Regions from separate parts of the Triticum aestivum genome. Here region 2 is linked to region 1. Evidence: chromatin contacts called from public Hi-C data. All regions are on one chromosome and are shown on one strand. The core of a region is the stretch at or near the end of the contact, and the rest is flanking DNA. Distances in the headings are between cores, read along the strand shown.

Evidence for each region. Hi-C and Micro-C count contacts between places; a contact is called where the count stands out from the background.
Region 2: a Hi-C map of root shows a contact between it and region 1, with 8 times the contacts expected there. The contact joins the promoter of LOC123144922 here to the enhancer-like site in region 1. A contact is called at or near these places in 3 of 5 Hi-C or Micro-C datasets (leaf, root and an unstated tissue).

The regions. Positions count from the first base shown.
Region 1 is chr6D:328,519,907-328,522,606 of IWGSC CS RefSeq v2.1, reverse strand. No RefSeq gene overlaps it. Among protein-coding and RNA genes, the nearest start is that of LOC123144921, 4.4 kb to the right of the region's middle. Within about 2 kb of position 1,281, at least 2 of the 8 cell types and tissues checked have an H3K27ac peak or open chromatin away from gene starts, as enhancers often do. A contact at or near this core is called in root, where this site is marked.
Region 2 is chr6D:328,748,094-328,750,793 of IWGSC CS RefSeq v2.1, reverse strand. LOC123144922 reads left to right here and starts at 1,294. Exons shown (of 2, transcript XM_044564192.1): 1 at 1,294-2,460; 2 at 2,561-2,700. The coding sequence starts at 1,507.

The sequences.
Region 1 (2,700 bases), core at 32-2,531:
CACACTTCAAGGCATACTCAAATTTTATCTATAGATGCAACCGACCATGTGTAACCCTAAGTACCCTCTGGCCCCTATATATGCCGAGGGGTTTAGTCCGTAGAGGCAGGATCTTTAGACTCATTCATATAATTTCGAGGTAGATCACATGTACTTTGCACTCCATCTACAAAATATAAACAAGAGCAGTAGTAGGGTATTACCTTTTCGAAAGGGTCCGAAGCTAGGTAAACACCATGTCCCTATTCTTCGTGTTACCATATAGCCAAGACCACCAGGACCCCCTACCCAGATCTGCCGGATTTAACTCCGACACCCTATGTCAAGATCCGTACTCTATGATCCAATGGTAGACTGAAATTTCAGAATCCTACCGTATGACACTTATCATTTTGGTTAAAAAAAGCAATGCTTTGGAGGCAACTCAGAAGTTTTAGAGAGTATATTTCTTTTTTGTGTGTGCCAATGAGGTTGATATTATTGTAGCATCTTCATCGTCTACCTTTTTTAAAATAAAGTGCCAAGGTTTATCTTTTTTTCAAGAAAACTTCCGATCTATTCATCTTCAATCATGGTGGTACAACAAACACCAGAAATAATAAATATTACACTAGATCTGTAGATTACCTAGCAACGACTACAAAAACTGAAGCAACCCGAAGGCGCGGCGCCGTCATTGACCCTCCCTCGCTGAAGCTGGACAAAACATGTTGTAGTAGACAGTCGGGAGTCGTCGTGCTAAGGCCACATAGGACCAACGCAGCAGAATAGCAACCACCACCGATGAAGAGTAGCATAGATTGGAAGAATTTACCTTTAATATGTTTAGTTTTTTCATTTAATTGAGCGATCGACAAAATCATAAATTTCAGAAAATCTTACAGTCAAATCTTTGGTTTTAAGTTTCAACTCTAAAACTTGATACTCGCGCAAAATCGTAAAATTTAGAAGCTGCCGCCCACAATCGTTAGTTTTAGAAACTAAAAATTAAAATTTGTTATGCCCCTCATACGATATCCAACGACTTTGCGGATCGCAAGACAATACGACGGATGGCACAGCTGGGCAGGTGCGTGCAACCGCACGGCATTTCCTATTTAGCGCTGCAGGCGCTGGTTATAGCTGTTTCCGCAAACCGGCGCCTGCAGCCGCGTTAACTGGGCTGGCCCATCCTTTTCTTTTCCTTCCTGTCACGAGGGCAAAGACAATACGACGGATGGCATAGCTGGGCAGGTGCGTGCGACCGCACGACATTTCCTATTTAGCGCTGTAGGCACTGATTATAGCTGTTTCCGCAAACCGGCGCCTGCAACCGCGTTAACTGGGCCTGGCCCATCCTTTTCTTTTCCTTCCTGTCGCGAGGGCAAAAAAGGCGAGCTTTGGTTGGGATTCGATCCCACAACCTCACGGTCGTTCATCTCATGCACTAACCACCGCACTAACTCGTATTAGTTGCCCAAACTACTGCTTCTTCACCTTTTCTTCTTACAACAATTCTTTTTTCCTATTTCTTTTTCCTTTTTATTCGAAACGGTTTTGTTATGTTTTTTGTTCTTTTTCTTTTTCTTTTTCTTCTTTTCGGAACGGTTTTATATTTCTTTTGCTAATTTGAAAGAACTATTTTTCAAAATCGATGAACTCTTTTTCAAGACTGATGAACATTTTTCTAAATCGATGAACTTTTTTTCTAAATTGATGAACTCTTTTTCAAAATCGATGAACTCTTTTTCAAGATCGATGAACTTTTTCTAAATCGATGAACTTTTTTTCTAAATTGATGAACTCTTTTTCAAAACCGATGAACTCTTTTCACAATCCATGAACTTTTTTTGGAAAATGGATGAACTGTTTTTCAAAATCGATGAACTTAAAAAAAAATGGATGAACTCTTTTTTAAAATCGATGAACTGTTTTTCAAAATTGATGAACTTTTTTTAAATTAGTGAACTTATTTCAAAATTGATGAACTCTTTCCCAATTTGATGAACTTTTTTCAATTTTTGTGAACTTTTTTTCCAAATTTGATGATTTAAAAAATGGATGAAGGTTTCCAAATCTGTGAACTTTTTTGGGCATGTTGGGCCCTCCTAGTTGATACTAACGAAAGAAACAGCAGCGAACGAAAAAGAAGCACGCGAACCCGTAGTGGGCCGGCCCAACATGCACGCGAACGGAAACAGCAGCGAACTTTTTTCAATTTTTGTGAACTTTTTTCCAAATTTGATGATTTAAAAAATGGATGAAGGTTTCCCAATCTGTGAACGAAAAATTGATGAACTCTTTCCCAACATGCACGCGAACGAATCCTATTGGACGCCCGTGCGCTGCTACTCTGCGTCAGGAAAAATTCTTTGCATCAGGAAAAGCTACTGAACCAAACCACTTACTAAAATCATTAGGAATTTTATCCCCATGCCGATGGGAAGCCTGTAGGTAGGGAAATGTAGACTTGTATATATCAACCGTGCAAGAATCAGTGTACAACATTGTCGTCGTCTCAATCGTGAACCGGACGGTGGAGGCAGATAGGAGAAGAAGAGTACGTACGCGAGATAAAATACACAAGAGTTTTGCTTTTGTTTTGGCAGTAAAGGGTATGCGGGGAGAGGAAAAATATTGTTACCGTTGGATGAATATTTGGTGAAGGGGAGCACGGATGGGAGCACCGAACGGGAGCAGGCAAGCCCCGTCCGTCGAGGA
Region 2 (2,700 bases), core at 45-2,544, 230 kb before region 1:
AACTAATACAATGATACATACAGCAGCAGTGCTCCTTAAGTCTAACACTCACTCGTGCTTGATATCACGTTTAGCATTGTTATTTGCAGAGGGCTCCGAATTCAAATGAAGGGGCCACCCATATTAACACGTACAGTACCGTCCTAGACGCATCCTGCCCGTCGTTCATCCGGTATTCAAGTTCAACTCGACCAAACTACAGTACTGATGATGCCCTTTGATGAGGTCTGCTTGCAAGGGGCCCTGCCCTGTCATTGTGTGTGAGGCCTCCCGACTCTGGTTTAATCTGTCATGAGAACATGTGACCACTCAAATCTACTTCCCTGCGTTTCATTGTTCGGCTGACACGTCTTCCTTGGCTTCCGCTGCGTCGCTTTTATACATGTTTTGATCGCTCAGCTGCTTTCAAAAAAGAAGAGAAGAGAGAGGGACGTTACGAAAACGGTCAACTCTAGTTAGTATAAAGTTGAGTCATCTATTTTGGAACGGAGGAAATAGGAAGGGAGCTTTCAGCTTTGGATCATCTTCTTTGTCTACCTTAGCCATGGAGTCTCTGTCTCAGGCATATTTGTTAGTACCGTACATGCTCTTCCCAGTTCTACTGACCTATACTGGTTACTGGGAAGAAGCGGCAAGCCAGCAATTCGTTCGAACGTACTACCATTCACTGCGGGTGGTCCCGTCCCGTTGCAAATGCAAACCATAATTGCCACCTGGGGCACCAAGCCCACGACCTGGGCTGATGCTTCTTGCACGGCCAACACACGGAGACGAGAGTTAATAAGGCATCAGCGAAATCTATCAATGACCTGATGATGTACAACTAGTACGAGGGCTCACGTGCCCACCATTTGTCACACCCGTCACGTGATTAGGTGACACGATCTGACCCCCCCTCCCTGGCTCTGGTGCGATCGCGCAATTAATTAGCGCTCCGATCCGATTCGATCCGATCAAAAGCGGGAGTGAAGAGAAGAGAGGTCGATGTCGTGGGCATGCACACGAGCTCCTCCAACGGTCGGCTCGGCTGCTCCTGCCGTTGGTTCGTTCGTTGGAAAGAAAACTAATTTTACCGGGCGCAACGGTCGGATCCCTCTGGGCGGATGACGGCGCCAAAAGGGATCCATCTTTCCACGAGCGTGCACTTGCGCCCTCGTAGCCGTTGAGGCGTTTGAATCCCGGCGGATACGGATTCCAGATGATGAGCCAATCGGAGCCAGGCCCCACCTAAGCAAAGCTTCCTCCAACGGGCACCACACCGCTGAGAGGATTTCAAATCTCACCTCAGCTCAGATATGACCTTCGTCGAGAGAGGATTTCAACGGCACACGCACAGCACAACGTACTAACACGAAGCACCACGCACACCGATCGCGTACTTAATCCCCCCTCACATTCCCCCCGAAGCTCTGCATAAATACCAGCTCCACGCGTTCCAACCCCAGACTTTCCATTGCTTGCGCCCGGAGCTCACCAACCATCCGTCGTCCCGTCCAGTGAGTCGCCATGGGGCTCTGTTTCAGCAAGAAGCAGCAGGACAAGCCACCGCCGCCGCCGCCGCAGCCGAGCGCGGCTGCGGCCACCACCAAGCCCAAGAAGCCCGCCAAGGTCGCCGCCGCCGCAGTGGTCGCGGGCGACGAGAAGGCCAAGAAGGCGCCGCAGCCGAGGAGGGCGTCCAACGCGGACGAGTCCGCCGCGGACGGCAAGAAGGCGGCACCGATCGTCGTCAAGGCTAACAAGGCGGCCGCGGGCGGGGAGGCGGAGGAGAAGAAGGAGGAGCAGGCGAGGCCGGTGGTGGTGGTGGCCAAGGGGCCGATGCCGGTGCGCACGTCCAGCTGCACCAAGGAGGAGGTGGACGCCATCCTCATCCAGTGCGGCCGCCTCAGCCGGAGCTCGTCCGGGAGCGAGACGAGGGGCGGGCACCGCTCCAAGAGGAGCTCCGACTTTGATCCGTCCGGGGCCGCTGGCGCGGACGAGGAGGGCGACTGGGAGAGGAACGGGGTCCCCGTGTCGAGGCCGTCGCCCCACCGGGGCTCGCCGCAGAGGAAGCGCTCGGGGAGCCGGGAGAGGACCGGCGGAGGGAGCCGCAGGTCGAGCCGATCGCCCGGACGGCGTGGCGAGGGCGGCGCGCCCTCTGCTACCTCGGCGGGCTCCGGCGTCGCCAGACAGCAGCCCGGGAAGATGGTCTCCGTTCCGGCGAGGGAGAAAGGGCGCGCACCGTCGCCCGCGGCCGCGTCCGGCAAGAGGTGCGCGTCTCCGCGATCAAGCTCGCCTGCGAGGGTGACCGCTGCCAATGAGAATGCTGGAGGGGGACAGAAGACGGCGGGGCAAACGCCGGCGCTGAGCCGGAGCTCGTCCAGGAAGGCCGAGCAGTCGCCGCTCCGGCGCAGCCCCATGGCCGAGATCGACGAGAATTCTCTCCGCAATAACAACAGCAGCACCAACACCAAGCCCCAGAAGGTAAGAAACAAAGCAAAGTTCGAATTTTAACGCCCTTCCTTTTGTAACTCCACGTCTTAACATCCGATCAGCCGCTCACAATCTTCAAACTGATATTCAGAAATCGACGGAGATTGCCGTCGCCACCCCGACCCGGAAGACCGCGGAGCGCGCAAAGGAGCAGAGTTCTCAGAAGGAGAAGGCGGAGGAGACCATCGGTGCGGCGTCGGAGACGAGAGCACCGTCGTCCAAGACCACCGA